2 separate regions of the Mus musculus genome follow, and region 1 is linked to region 2. A link is a contact called in public HiChIP or PLAC-seq data. All regions are on one chromosome and are shown on one strand. Each heading gives the region's core, a stretch centred on a gene start, on an enhancer-like site or on the middle of the called end of the contact. The rest is flanking DNA. Distances are from core to core; before and after follow the strand shown. Region 1 holds the start of Uhrf1bp1l (UHRF1 (ICBP90) binding protein 1-like). Region 2 overlaps Nr1h4 (nuclear receptor subfamily 1, group H, member 4).

What was found. HiChIP or PLAC-seq counts read pairs in DNA pulled down with a chosen protein or histone mark.
Region 1: an H3K4me3 HiChIP or PLAC-seq map of bone marrow-derived macrophages shows a contact between it and region 2, with 2.5 times the contacts expected there. The contact joins the promoter of Uhrf1bp1l here to the enhancer-like site in region 2. A contact is called at or near these places in 4 of 39 promoter capture datasets (the C10 cell line, cranial neural crest, hematopoietic stem and progenitor cells and 1 more), 4 of 115 datasets of contacts at active chromatin or transcription factors (bone marrow-derived macrophages, embryonic stem cells and extraembryonic endoderm stem cells) and 1 of 9 other capture datasets (liver).

The regions. Positions count from the first base shown.
Region 1 is chr10:89,741,856-89,748,573 of GRCm38.p6, reverse strand. It overlaps Uhrf1bp1l (UHRF1 (ICBP90) binding protein 1-like), which reads right to left and starts at 3,583. Exons shown (of 21, transcript NM_029166.2): 1 at 3,286-3,583. The coding sequence starts at 3,329.
Region 2 is chr10:89,482,308-89,488,921 of GRCm38.p6, reverse strand. It overlaps Nr1h4 (nuclear receptor subfamily 1, group H, member 4), which reads left to right. Exons shown (of 9, transcript NM_009108.2): 3 at 5,398-5,538. Among named protein-coding and RNA genes, the nearest start is that of Nr1h4, 21 kb to the left of the region's middle. Within about 2 kb of position 3,806, at least 18 of the 459 cell types and tissues checked have an H3K27ac peak or open chromatin away from gene starts, as enhancers often do. A contact at or near this core is called in bone marrow-derived macrophages, where this site is marked.

The DNA.
Region 1 (6,718 bases), core at 2,334-4,833, 260 kb before region 2:
TCCCTTTTTTACTTAAGTTGACACATTTCTATTGCCTGCAGACAAAATAACCATAGCCAGCAAAGCTATCGAGCTCCATCATTTGATACACATCTACATATTTGAAACCAGTTCCTCAGCCTTTCGGCTGCTGGCATCTGGGCCAGATGTGATTTCATATTAGAGGTCTGTGCTGGGTGTGCGTGATAGTGTTGGGCAGAATCCCCAGCCTCTACCTACCAGGTGACAACCTTCCAAGTCACAATAATCAAAACCATTGCCAAAGGAACAAAGTTCCAGTGGTTGACAACCATTGCTTCAAACAGGACAGAGACTCCACCCCATGAGGTACAGTCTACCAAGTGAACTCCTAATCTGCAGAAAAACCTGTGTATCATATACTATGTCCTGAGGCTAAGTGATGGGAGGCAAGTATTTGTGCTTGGATCTTTCATATCACTTTGCAGGTCCCAGCTTAATTAAATGTGTACCTTTTGTCCCTGCCTGTCTTCCGACTATCTCAGGTGTGTGGTCAGATCTTCAACAACTTCAACTACATTTTCCCTGCACATACACCTACACACATATGTACAGAGAGACACAGAGCAACAGATAAAAAGGTGTAATGGTGAAATGACAGGTAGTTCCTGCTCCATCTTCCTTTCTTATATATGAATGTTTTAAAGAACTTCTTATCCTCTTACGGGGTGCGGGGGCGGGGGGGGGGGGGGACGGATTCCCCTATAACCACCTTCAACACATACCCTGTGCTGACCTAAAAAAATCTGGGTAATTTCTTTCAAAGGCTTTTCATGTTTCATTTCCCCTAAAATATAACACTTCTAACCTCTTCCTGTCTCTCTTCACACACCCCAAAGTTGATTCAGATCAGTCAAGTCTACAAACTTCTCATTAAAGCAAGAGGCACTAAGGAAACAAACATTAGGCAAGAAACAGAGATGTTTCTTATAAGATGACTTATAATACTCAAACCAAGCAGCGCTTACTTAAAGCATAAAGCATATGTCAGTCTCTTATAAAACAGTTCCTCTTCCTCACTGGTCCAATATGCCAACGTCCAAAGTCCTGGCCAGCCTCCAGAATTGCCAGTTTCAATCTTAAGATCTCAACTTTCACTCAGTGTGACCATTCTATTTTTCTAGACAGACTTCTTCCTGGAAGAGTCCCTGCAGGAGAGCCTGGAAGAACTTGGGCATTTTCCTAATGTTTCCTCTCTCTGATGGTACAGGTTCCAACGCCCTCCCCCAGAGGATTCCACCATTCCAGGCTGGCCTCAGGCTCTACTGCCAAGGACAATCTAAATCTGACAGCTTCCAACTCCCAAGCGCTGAGACTACAGGAATCTGTCACCACACCCGCTTTATAAGGTATATAAGGTGTTAGGCACTGAACTCAGGGCAGCTTTCATGCTAGGCCAGCACTCTAACCCAGCCTGGGAAACTGAGTTCCAACTCACACATGGTGTGGTAGGTGAGCACCAGTTATCCTCAGATGTTCCATACATAGACTGGATCAGGCACATATGTGCACACTTGGATGTATACAGTAAATAAATAAAAATATAATAATCTTTAAAAAAAACTACAAATGGTTTCTCCATTTAAAAAGAAAGAAAATGCTATGTTTTAGAAACTTTCTGATTTAAAATGAAATGCTCATTACTATTTACCACACAGGTGTAAGAAATCAGGAAGATTATAATGTAATCCTAAGGGCTTAACTCTAAGTATGTGGGAGTTATCTATGTGGCAGAGTAAGCCATTACACGCCTGCTCTTAAGAGGTCTTCCCAAATGGACTTATACAAGAGAATTAAAGGATAATGCCCTAAGGCACTTATCGACTGAATTAGATTTTCTTTTGGGCATACAGAGTGGTACAGTATCATTATCCCTGGGAGAGAAAAGGGCAATAAAATCAGTGTCTATGGATCTGAATTTTCTTATGGCTCTTGAAATAGGCAAGGGCGAAGTGTATCTCATGAGTCAGACTCACCCTAAGTAATAAACATTATTCAAAATAAGATGACTCAGTATTGCACTATCTATATAATTAAAAAAAATCCAACAAAGCATGGTAGCACAGACCTGTAATCTCAGCACTCAGGAAGGTGAGGCAGGATGACACTGAACTTGAGGGTAGCCTGAGATTTATTTTCAGGACAGCCTGAGCTACTTAACCTGTTTAAATACACACACACACACACACACACACACACTCACTCTCTCTCTCTCTCTCTAATTAGTGATACTAAGAACCAAACACACGGTCACAAACTTTGCTATAGTTTGATACTTTATGTATACATACTGTGTGTATTAAATTTTATTCAATATAAAGATATAATGTCAGGAAAATATCTGCTGAATCATAGTATTGTTTTGTTCAATATGTTCTCAACTGTAATATATATATATGTATTACACACACACACACACATATCCAGAAAATGAAGACATGTTTACTATACAAGTCTATCATTAAACCTGAGAACGTTCCTTTAATCAGTTAAAAGCATTCATTAACTTACAAATAACAGAGGAGAGAAAGAGATCCTAACCAAGAGCTTTTAATTCTCTGTCACCAACTTGGAACAGGGTCCTACATTTAGCCTGTTTCTTGAGACAAATATGGAGAAGCCAAGAGCAGTAACAAACTGCCAGTTTACTGAGTCATGTTTCTGACTAAAACTGTGTTATGAAATGGAAAGAGTGACACGTCTGGGGTTTAAACACCAGGGACGTTAACTCCCTGAACTCAAGGGTCGCGGAACAAAATCGGAAAACTCTGCAGCAAGAACGAACGCGATGCGGGACTGAAAACGACTTCCACGGAGAACTGGCCGAAGCGGAGAAGTCCTGCTTAATTTCCCCTAAAACAAATCCGAACTGTGCAAACAAGCACACCCTCCCGTGCAGCGGAGCGGGGACGCCAGGTAGGGGGCACCGAGAACAATCCCAAGGTTAACGTTTCACTGGCACACACACACCCCAGTCCTCGGCTAACGGAGCCGCTCGGCTCCGAGCCCCGGGAGCTTCCGAGCCGGACCGGGTCCCAGCCCAACCCCATCCACCCAGCACCTGAGTGACGCCGGGGACGTCACCAGCCTCGGCGCAGGAGCGGCCCCCGGCGGAGGAGGAGACCCCGGCCCGCCGAGCCCCGCCGCCCTCCGCGTGACTCCGGAGGCCGGTCGGGGGCGCCAGCGGCACCGGCAGAGCCCGAACCTGCGACCTGGACCCGAGAACCGGCGGCCAGCGGACGGGACCGGCCCCGAGCGCTCGCTGACCTGGAGAGGTGCTTCAGGATCTGTTTCTTGATGATCCCAGCCATGGTGCCCGCCGGGCTGGAGCGCCGCTCTCTTGTCGCTCCTCACAGCCTCCTCACTTCGCGGCAGTCTTCTTTCGGTCCCGCCTCACCGGCCCGGAGGAGAAGCGCCGGAGAGATCACTCTCAGAAGAGACTCGAGGGCCTGGCCGAGGCCACAGCCGCCGCAGCCGCCGCCGAGAGCCCGAAGCATGACGCTCAGGCCGCCGCGGCCGCCGCCAGCGCCATCTTGGCTGCAGCATCACCTAAGAGACCGGGGGCGGGGAGAGGAGTCGGGGGGGCGGAGCGAGCTCGAGGTGGGCGGGACCTGTGGGAGTTCCGGGAATCTTCAGCCCTGCCTACTTCGGACTCCCACTAGGTCCTCCGCTGCCCTTTCCTAGTTGGTACTTGGGCTTTCATCTTTTCTTCATCCCTTTCATCTTGTCTGTGCCTCTCTCGCTGACATCCTAGTCTTGCTTCTTCATTTCCTCCGAACTCAACTTTCTGCTCTACAAGTAGCTCTGTTTATGTTATTCTTTTGGCCATTTCAGCTTTTTAATCTCAGTTTCTTTTACCAAGATCCTTCCCTTAGACTAACGGCTGTAATTTAATGTTTCCATTCGTTGGTCTAACCTTAAAGGAAGTAAAATTGACAGCATGTCATATTTAACCGAATATACCTAAAGACCTAGAAGTTAGAAAGTCTAGAGCCAGTGAGATGGCTCTCAGCCAGCAAGAGTACTTGTCAAGCAAGCTTGATGATCTGAACTTGATGACCAAACCACCATGAAGGAAAGAACTGCCCTTGAAAGTTATCCTCTGGACACACACACACATAGACACACTTAGTAGAAATTTTGAAATGGAATGCCCAAAATGAAGTCCTGGTTCTAATATTTTCTAGCTATGTTAACTTGGAAAGATTGTTTTCAGCTTTAGTTTCACTTCATGTATGAATGTGACTTTGGTCACACAAGGGGACGTCAGAGAACAGCCCTGGGTGTAGTGCCTCACTTTCTTCTATCTCTTCCTCAACAGCTACTTGTGTACTCCAGGTTACCTGGTTCCTAGGATCCTCTTGTTGGTCTCTTGTTGCCTCTCCCATATTGCCTAAAGAGTGCTGGGATTACAGACTTCTGGCTTCATGTGAATTCTGGAGACTCAAGTTCAAGTCCTGATGATTGAATGGCAAGTGTATTGTCTGCTAAGCCAGCTCTCTCAGCCGTTAACCTCACTTTTAATCATCTTTAAAATATAGTGTCTGCCCTTAGGGATGGTTTGGTAGGGGCCCTAGTAGGTACTGTTGGTGTGTCTGGGCCATATTGTCTGGCCACCTGTTGTAGAAGCAGGTTTTGAAAAAGATATAAATCACTAAAATATTTCATAAACAGGTGGGAGAGAGAGACAGTGTAGCCATTTGAGGTGGGAAGAAGCAGCATTAGAGTTCACAATGCTTGAAGCATGCCAGGGTAACAAGAATCTGCTAACACAAATACTGTGCAAGGATGAAAGCAATCTGAGCTGTTTGAAGGGAACCAAGCTGGGTGTAGTGACACATGGGTCTGTAATGTCAGCCCTTCGGGGACAGAGGCAGGAGGAGTGCTACAAGTCTGAGGTCACCATGATCTACTTAGCAACACCTTCTCTTGAAAAAATAAAAAAATAAAAATAACTACAAAGCCAAGATTTTATTACTTGGACATAGGATCCATAACAACTCATAAAAATGCCTGTCTTGGGACTGACTCCTACTTGGAAGCTGGCATGACAGTGATGGGTTGTACTTCAGAGCCTTACTAGACTAGCGAAGGCCGCCTGCAGCCAGCCAGGTCTTGTCCCTAGCTGGGTGACTCATTCCCAGTCTCTGCCCAGAACCCTGCTCCTCTCCGTCTCTGAGCTTCAGTAAGATAACATCCCTTGTCCCCAGTCTCTGATTCAGTAAGATAACATCCCTTATCCCCCGGCCCAACCCTTTTCTTCAGTTGACCTGAAGTTTCTTCTCTTAGAAATGATTAGGTGGAAATCAGCTGTATTTGCAGAGGAATAAATGTTAAAAGTAACATTTGATTGACAAACCAAACATAGGGTGTGGGGAGGGGCAAAGAAAGGCTAGCCAAACCTCCTGCTTCGCCCTGATTATGAACTATTAGGACAAACAAACATAGAGCAACAGAACACAAGGAAGTTCTTGAGGCTCGGACAGCCTCTGAGCACAGTACAGACTGGATAGTCTAGTGTACTTCAAACTGCCAACACCCACAGACACCTTTCTTCTGCCCTGGACTTCCTACAGAGTCATAATAACTCTAATACAGCAGCTCCCTGCCTTCATCATTTTAGCATAGGGGCTGGAGAGATGGCTCAGTGGTTAAGAGCACTGGCTCTTCTTCTACAGGAAGTGGGTTCAAATCCCAGCATCCACATGGTGACTCATACCTGTTTGTAACTCCAAGATCTGACACCCTCACACAGACATACATGCAGGCAAAACACCAATACACATTGTCTTAGTTAGGGTTTTACTGCTGTGAACAGACACCATGACCAAGGCAAGTCTTATAAAACACAACATTTAATTGGGGCTGGCTTACAGGTTCAGAGGTTCAATCCATTATCATCAAGGTGGGAGCATGGCAGCATCCAGGCTGTCATGGCACAGGCAGAGCTGAGAGTTCTATCTCTTCATCCAAAGTCTGCTAGTCTTCCCAGGCAACTAGGGTGAGGGTCTTAAGCCCACACCCACAGTGATACACCCATTCCAACAAGGCCACACCTCCAAATGGTGCTACTCCCTAGTCCAAGAATATACAAACCATGACACACATAAAAGTAAATTTTTAAAAATTTTAGTTTATATGTACTCATAGTACACACGAGTGTATGCAAAAGTTAGGGAAAAATTGGTGCAATTAATCTTTAGCATTTTAACTTTTTTGAGCCCTTTGATTATAAAACCATATATCCAAAAGGACACTTATATACCATTTATTTACTGGTTAGTTGAGATATATTAATTTGTATGAACATATAACCCACATGTCAAATCTAACTTGGCTATGGTATGCAAACTTAATTTTAAAGTTTAAAATGAGCCAAGCAGTGGTTGTGTGTGTCTTTAATCCCAGTACTATGGAGGCAGAGGAAAACAGAGCTCTGAGTTTGAGGCAAGTCTGGTCTCCAGAGCGAACTCCAACGTAGCCAGGGCCACACAGAGAAACCATGTCTCAAAGAGAGAGAGGACGAAAGAAAGAAAGGAAGGAAGGAAGGAAGGAAGGAAGGAAGGAAGGAAGGAAGGAAGAAAGAAAGAAAGAAAGAAAGAAAGAAAGAAAGAAAGAAAGAGGAAAACAACTATTCATTCTTTAATCAGCATTTTTAAAAGTTATAGGCAAGCTGGGCAATGGTGGTGCACAACTTAGA
Region 2 (6,614 bases), core at 2,557-5,056:
TTTCCATTAGCTCGTTAGGAAGTCACCTCTGCATAGGTTTACCTTATGAGTAATTTTTCACAGCCATTGTGCATGCTACACAGGCAGCCTACTGCTGAGCTCTATCCCCAGGCCCTGTCGGGCTTTCCCTCCTCCCTGGGGATTTTTCATGGATGCTGGGTCATCACTCACAGAACCTGTGAAATTCACTCCGTCCCAAAGCTCTGGGGAAGTTCTCCACATCTCTTCCCAGCTAAGCTGCTTCTGCTCCTCCCAACTCTAGAAATAGTCACTGATCTTTTATATTTTCGGCGATCCTTAACAACCCTTTCAATGACAGGCTAAATGAAAATGAAAGCCCTGGGGAAGAGTTATATTTATGTAGACAGAGAGAGGGCTTTAGCTTTTGCTGGAGTGAGTGGGCATAAGACGATGCCCATCAGCTGGGCGGTGGTGGCGAACACCTTTAATCCCAGCACTTGGGAGGCAGAGGCAGGCGGATTTCTGAGTTCAAGGCCAGCCTGGTCTACAAAGTGAGTTCCAGGACAGCCAGGGCTACACAGAGAAACCCTGTCTCGAAAAACAAAACAAAACAAAGCAAAACAAAACAAAACACAAAAGATGATGCCCATCTTCTTGGGAGGGATAGAAAAGGAAAACTCAATAGGAGCAAGAACTAGGCACATAGGCATAATACATCATTTTGGTTAATTTTCATAACTCAACATTTTGGTTAATTTTAACGTTACTAAAATGACTGAGAAAGACTCGTGGACTCGGCCTGAGTATGGAAACAGATCTTTGTTTCCATGCAGTATTGAGATTTGGGGACATTAATGTCTTGAAAGAACGTTTTGGGGGGATACAAACTTCTTATTCTGCTTGAAGGCCTGTGAAGGCAGTGGTTGACGTCTGGACTGAGCCTCCAAGGATTCCAACTCAAACTCTACAGTGTATTACCTGTAGGACCTTGAGCAAGTTATCCTCTGTACAACTCAAGTTCCTCTCCCATGGGAGAGAAAGGATGATAGCACCTACCTCATTGGATTAAGGATATGCAAAGTGTTTCAGAACTGTGTGTCTGGCTGAAAATAAGTGCTGTGTTTAAAGTTATCTCTCTGTAGGCCACATTCTACATAAAGAATTCTGAATTCTATGTTTGTTGCTGTTTTTAAAACATAGGAATCCTTAAACACCAATGTCCAATGAGGCATACATGCAGGCATGTACATTAGGATGACAAGACCCATGAAAATACCATCCCAAGCTGTTCTACAAGCCAGAGATTCCCTACCCCCAACTTGGCAAGGCCAGTCCTCTCAACCACTCGTCTTTTATTATCAGGAAGGCTCTGATCCTCTGAGAATTTCGTATAAATTCATTTTCAAATGACTCTTCTGATATGAGCATTGTTGAATATGCGCAAGATAAAGGCACAGTGTGTGTGGTTAGATTTGCATAAGTATAAATACTGTATATGTGCCCACATTTAAATGATGTAGTGATAATATTGTGCTGCTTTCCCAGAGTGAAAGCTAATTAATTCAGCTATTGATATGATAATGATTTCCTTTTCAGTTTAATACCAGAGTTAAAAAGAAAAGAAAGAAAGAAAGAAAAGCCTGCAGTATTGTTCTGTGCACCCTTTCTTTGATTCTTCTTGGAATAAGGAGTTTTATTCTGTTCAGTATTGAGCGGTCTCTCCATATCTATGACAGTTTTAAAGGGTGTCATTCTTAGGTGGGGCTAAAGACTCATGGAAAGACTGAGTCATGCAAGCTAACATGATCATTGAGTTCAGGGCTTGGCCTTGGGGGAAAAGTTCCTTTTGCTTTACTCACTAAAAGTGCACACTTTGGTATCTGTACTCTTGATATCAGTGCTAATCTGAAGCATAGAATGTTGTTATTTTAAAGATTTTATTGGGTTAGATTTGACACTTAGGAAAGTGTTCCGATCTTCCCTAGTGAAATTCACATCAACTGACAAATTGACAAGGGCGACCACGGCTAAGTTACGTTTGATATATCTACCTTTCCCTGCAGCCCCTGCTTTCATATTTAGCTAGTTACCCAAGGCTAGACTGTCCTTCCCATTTCTCTCTTTAGCTCTCTCTCAGTCTAGCCTAGGATCTCTAACCTTTCAGCTATGTTATGGTCTCCTGTCTTCTGTCTCCAGTTTCTAGTTCCACACTTCTTCATCTTGTTCTGCCTTCTAGGATTCTCTCTGCCAATCAGACCTTCTATCACCAAATTCCTGACGGATCTCTCCTTTCCTACATAGCAAAGATTGCTCTGTGTGGCTTTCAAGGACGTTTAACACTACTTTCTCCCTTTAACCCCTTAGTCACCCCTCACTAATATTCCCAAGCCTTACCCTGCTACCAAAATGGATCATCTACATTTCCTAGGAACTTCTGTGACAACTGTGCCTTGCTCATCCGCGGAAGGTCTCTCCTTCCGCATGGTACATGTTTCAAAACTTATTCTGTAAGCCCTCATTCAAATTTTTCAAAGAGCCTTTTCTGATTTCCCAACTTGGAATTAGGGTTACCCTAGCTTGACATTTGATTCTTAGGCATCAGGAGATCCTTAGATTAGAGTTATTTTATTGTAAAACTTTCTGAATGATAGCTGGATAATGGATAACTATTTTTCATAGTTCCCATAATAAATACGCAACTCTCCATGTCTGCAGGATTATTGTTCTCCCCCTCTAAGACACACTGCAACCTTTGTAAGCACATAGAAATGACTCAAAATTCTGTTCTATATCCTAATATTCTTCTTCCATAGTTCAATCATGTATTACATATTTAGCTGTCAGCCTATATTGTACTCTGCTCTGAATTTACTTCTTCATATTCCCAAGCTGAGAGTTCTGAAGACAGGGATACCTTGCCCATCTTGATAGCTGGAACATCAGAGAATGCAGTTCTCTGTCGGCGCTGAGTGTTAAGCTACTCTCGCTTGTCCTGTGTCCCTGGAGAGGCAACTAGAGCAGAGCAATTGAGGGTCTTCCTGATTTTCAGTTGTCCCCAAATCAAGGCCAAACATTTAATGTTTCTGTATTCCTTTCCTTTCCTTTATATTATAGGGGAGGAGAATAATTGATATTATGATAAAGTAGCTAAGTGGTGGCAAAGTGGTTCGAGCAATAGAATGTAAGTAATAAATGCTATTAACCCAACATCTGTTAAAATAACAACTTATGTCTTAGACAAGAGCAAGTCTTTATGAAGTTATAAGTCCTTGATAAGAACTTCAAACAGAAAGACCTCAGTGCAAAGGATATAGAGTTGTTCTGTTTTCTTTCTGCTGCTGTGATAAAACTCGATGCCCAAAGGCAACTTAGAGTAAGACTGGGCTCATTTCAACTTATACTTCTAGGTCACAGTCCATCATTGAGCGAAGTCAAGGCAGGTCTGCTTGCTGTTTCCTGCAGTGTTGCCTCCAGTTGAAAACTCATTTATACTCAAAGTAGTACAACACAAACCAAGCTGGCTGGAAGAACACTGCTTGCTGGCACATTCCTTGGGGTGTTCAGGACCATGTTTAGTTAGCTTCCTTATAGCCCAAGACCATCTGTTTGGGGAATGGTACCACCACAGTGGACTGGGCCCACCTACATCAACTAACATTTAAGATTATTTCATAGACATGCCCACAGACCAACCTAATTAAACCAATTGACTGAGACTTTTAAAAAGCCTGGTGATTCTGGGTGCTGTCAACTTGACAGTTGACACCAAGTAGGACAGGAGTAAACCTAGAATGGAAAAAGCTAGAATTGAAACTGCTTTGTTATCATCAAGGAAGCATGACTGAAAGTAGCCCAGTGACAGGAAGGGAAGAGCCCAACCCAAGAGAGGAAGTGTTAACTTTGAAATTTGCCACATATACCCCAGTTATGAAAACAAAATGGTCCACCTTCATCCACAGTGGCTACATCCCAAGATACCCAGTGGTGGCTTCAAACTGTGAATCATATACACAGCTATACAGGCATGAATTAGGCACAGGAAAATTATCAGTAATAATCAATGACAAAATAAAAAAATGTGAATGATGTGCAATAGAATTTCTTGCACACATGAGATCTCTCAAATGCCACTGGATAGGTAATCAGTACACCATGGATTTCCTGGCTGAAGGAATGATTCTAATCCTGGGTGAGGCTGCAAGAAAATAAAAATAAAAATAAATCCCATTCATCACACTACTCAGAAATGTGTAATTTCAAAATTTGCAAGGGGCTTATCTCTGAATCATGGTCTACAGCATGTCATCAAAACCTAAGAAAATGAAATTGTGAGTGTGTAAACTTCTGTACCAAACAAGCATTAGTTTTTCTGTTACTTCTTCGCTCCCCAAATACATGTCCCTGCTTACTGCCACCAACCCTGGGAATATTGGAAGCTATGGTTAACTCGTTGAAGAACAAGCAGATGAGGACATGAAGGAAGGAAGAGTCACATTCTCTTCCTGGCTTGATGCATCTTATCTGAACTGGCTGCAGCTAGACTGTTCATCTCTGGGGAGATACTGCGTTTTAAATCACGCTTGGCAATTTTTATGGCTAGGCAAGGCTGTCTATATTAGTGGGGAAAAACTCAAACCTTGAATAGTAACTTTCTTCCTAACTACCTGGTAAACAACAACACGTGTTCTAGATTTTTGCTTGCTGCTCACGTTCGAGGTTTTGAAAAAAAGGAGTATTTATTTAATTTTGTGTGTTGTATGAGAGTTTTGTCCGCATGGGTGTGTGTGTACCGCCTGCATGCCTGATGTTCACGGAAGTCGAAAGAAGGTGTTGGATTCCTGGAACTGAAGTTATCAGTGGCTGTAAAAACACCACGTGGGTTTGGAGAACCCAACCCTGTCCTCCACAAGAGCACCCAGTGCTCTTGATTCCAGTGCCAAATCTCTAACCCCTCACTTGCTATATTAACAGTTCCCTGCATGCGTCCTGCCTCAGCACAGCGTCCAACAGTATCCACACGAACCCTACTCTTTCCTTGTTTGGTTATTTGCATGCATTTGCTTTTGGTCAACCTTTAAACTCTGCGAGGGCAGGGACGGATTGTTTGCCTTTATAGCGTCAGCACATAGCACTTACTGGCCCATAATTGTCCCCCAATAAAGATAAATGGAAGCAATATATTCTTTAAAAAAAAAAAAACCTGATTTTTTTCCCCCTGAGAGTCCCTAATTTCCACTTGTTATTGTTCTAGAGAGATAAATTTAAAATAGCTCCCTTTTCTATAACAGCGCGCGGTGAAATGTCCATTGCTACATCCCCTTGGCTCAAGGCTCATCCGGGTGATGCCCAGCGGTTCCTGAGAACTTTTTGACTCCACATATATATCCTGAAAACTTGTTGGGGACCTTCTTACAGTTTCCAATGTTTCTCCCACAGGTTTCTTCCGAAGAAGCATTACCAAGAACGCCGTGTACAAGTGTAAGAACGGGGGCAACTGCGTGATGGACATGTACATGCGCAGGAAGTGCCAGGAGTGCCGGCTAAGGAAGTGCAAAGAGATGGGGATGTTGGCTGAATGTATGTATACAGGTATCCACCTCAAGCAATTAAACTCCACCAAAACCTCCTAAGGAGGCAGGCGCCAGGTAACTCAGACCACCCCATGTTAAGGACAGGATCTGGCGAGCTAGCTGTCTCAGTTCTTGAACGGGGTGCTGGACCGCTTACTTCCTTAAACTGCCGTCAGAAGAGCAACTTATTTCTCTAAAAGAAATGACGGATTTGTTTGGGGATTGTGTTTTCCGTTGTTGCGAGGACTTTTATAGAAGGAATGATGTTGGTATTATTGAAATAACTTGCTTTAATGAGCTATGTCGGACGGCATTCTGAAAGGCCCATCTAAATTTGATTTTAACGTACTCCTTATTTATTGCTTAATTACCATAAAAAGTCATAGCGGTGGGACAGTAAATGCCTGTGAATTATCTAAATAGGGTTTTAAACTAAGTCATTTTTATTAAGAATTCGTCTCCCCTCAGTGCAGCTGTGAGCCAATTTGTATAGGTTTACACAGGAAATTAACGACCCTGAGTTTTAATATAATTTTGTCCTTCGATCTGATAAGGGGACACTGTATTAAACACTGGCCCTATGAGGAACCACCGCCTTCATCAGAAATTAGAATGCATGTTAGTATAACATTATTAATTTTTCATCCTACAGCCCGCTCAGATTTAGAGATATGCCTTGTTCCTCCTCCAAACAAACGGACAAACAAATGTCACCAAGGGGATGACAACATTCAGGGAGGGAATGCCACGTGAAATAAAAGCCCATGGAAGGTGACCCTAGCTCCATTGTTCCTGAACTGTGTGGGTGACTGGTACGCTCCCAGAGAAACAATGTGTTCAGGAGGGAGAAAAATCGGCCTGTATAAATAAATAATCCATCCCTGGATGGATGAAAGTTTTATACAGGCTGATCACAATCTCATTTTAGCAAACATGAAATAAGAACCTGACCGGGGCAGCGGCTGCAACCCAATCTTGCAGCGGTAATCCTTTGACACTGGGCGGTTCATGTTGCTCATGACTTAAATATGAACTTGTTCCATCTGAGCTCACTTGGTAAGAGACCCTCCCCACAGAAGTCAG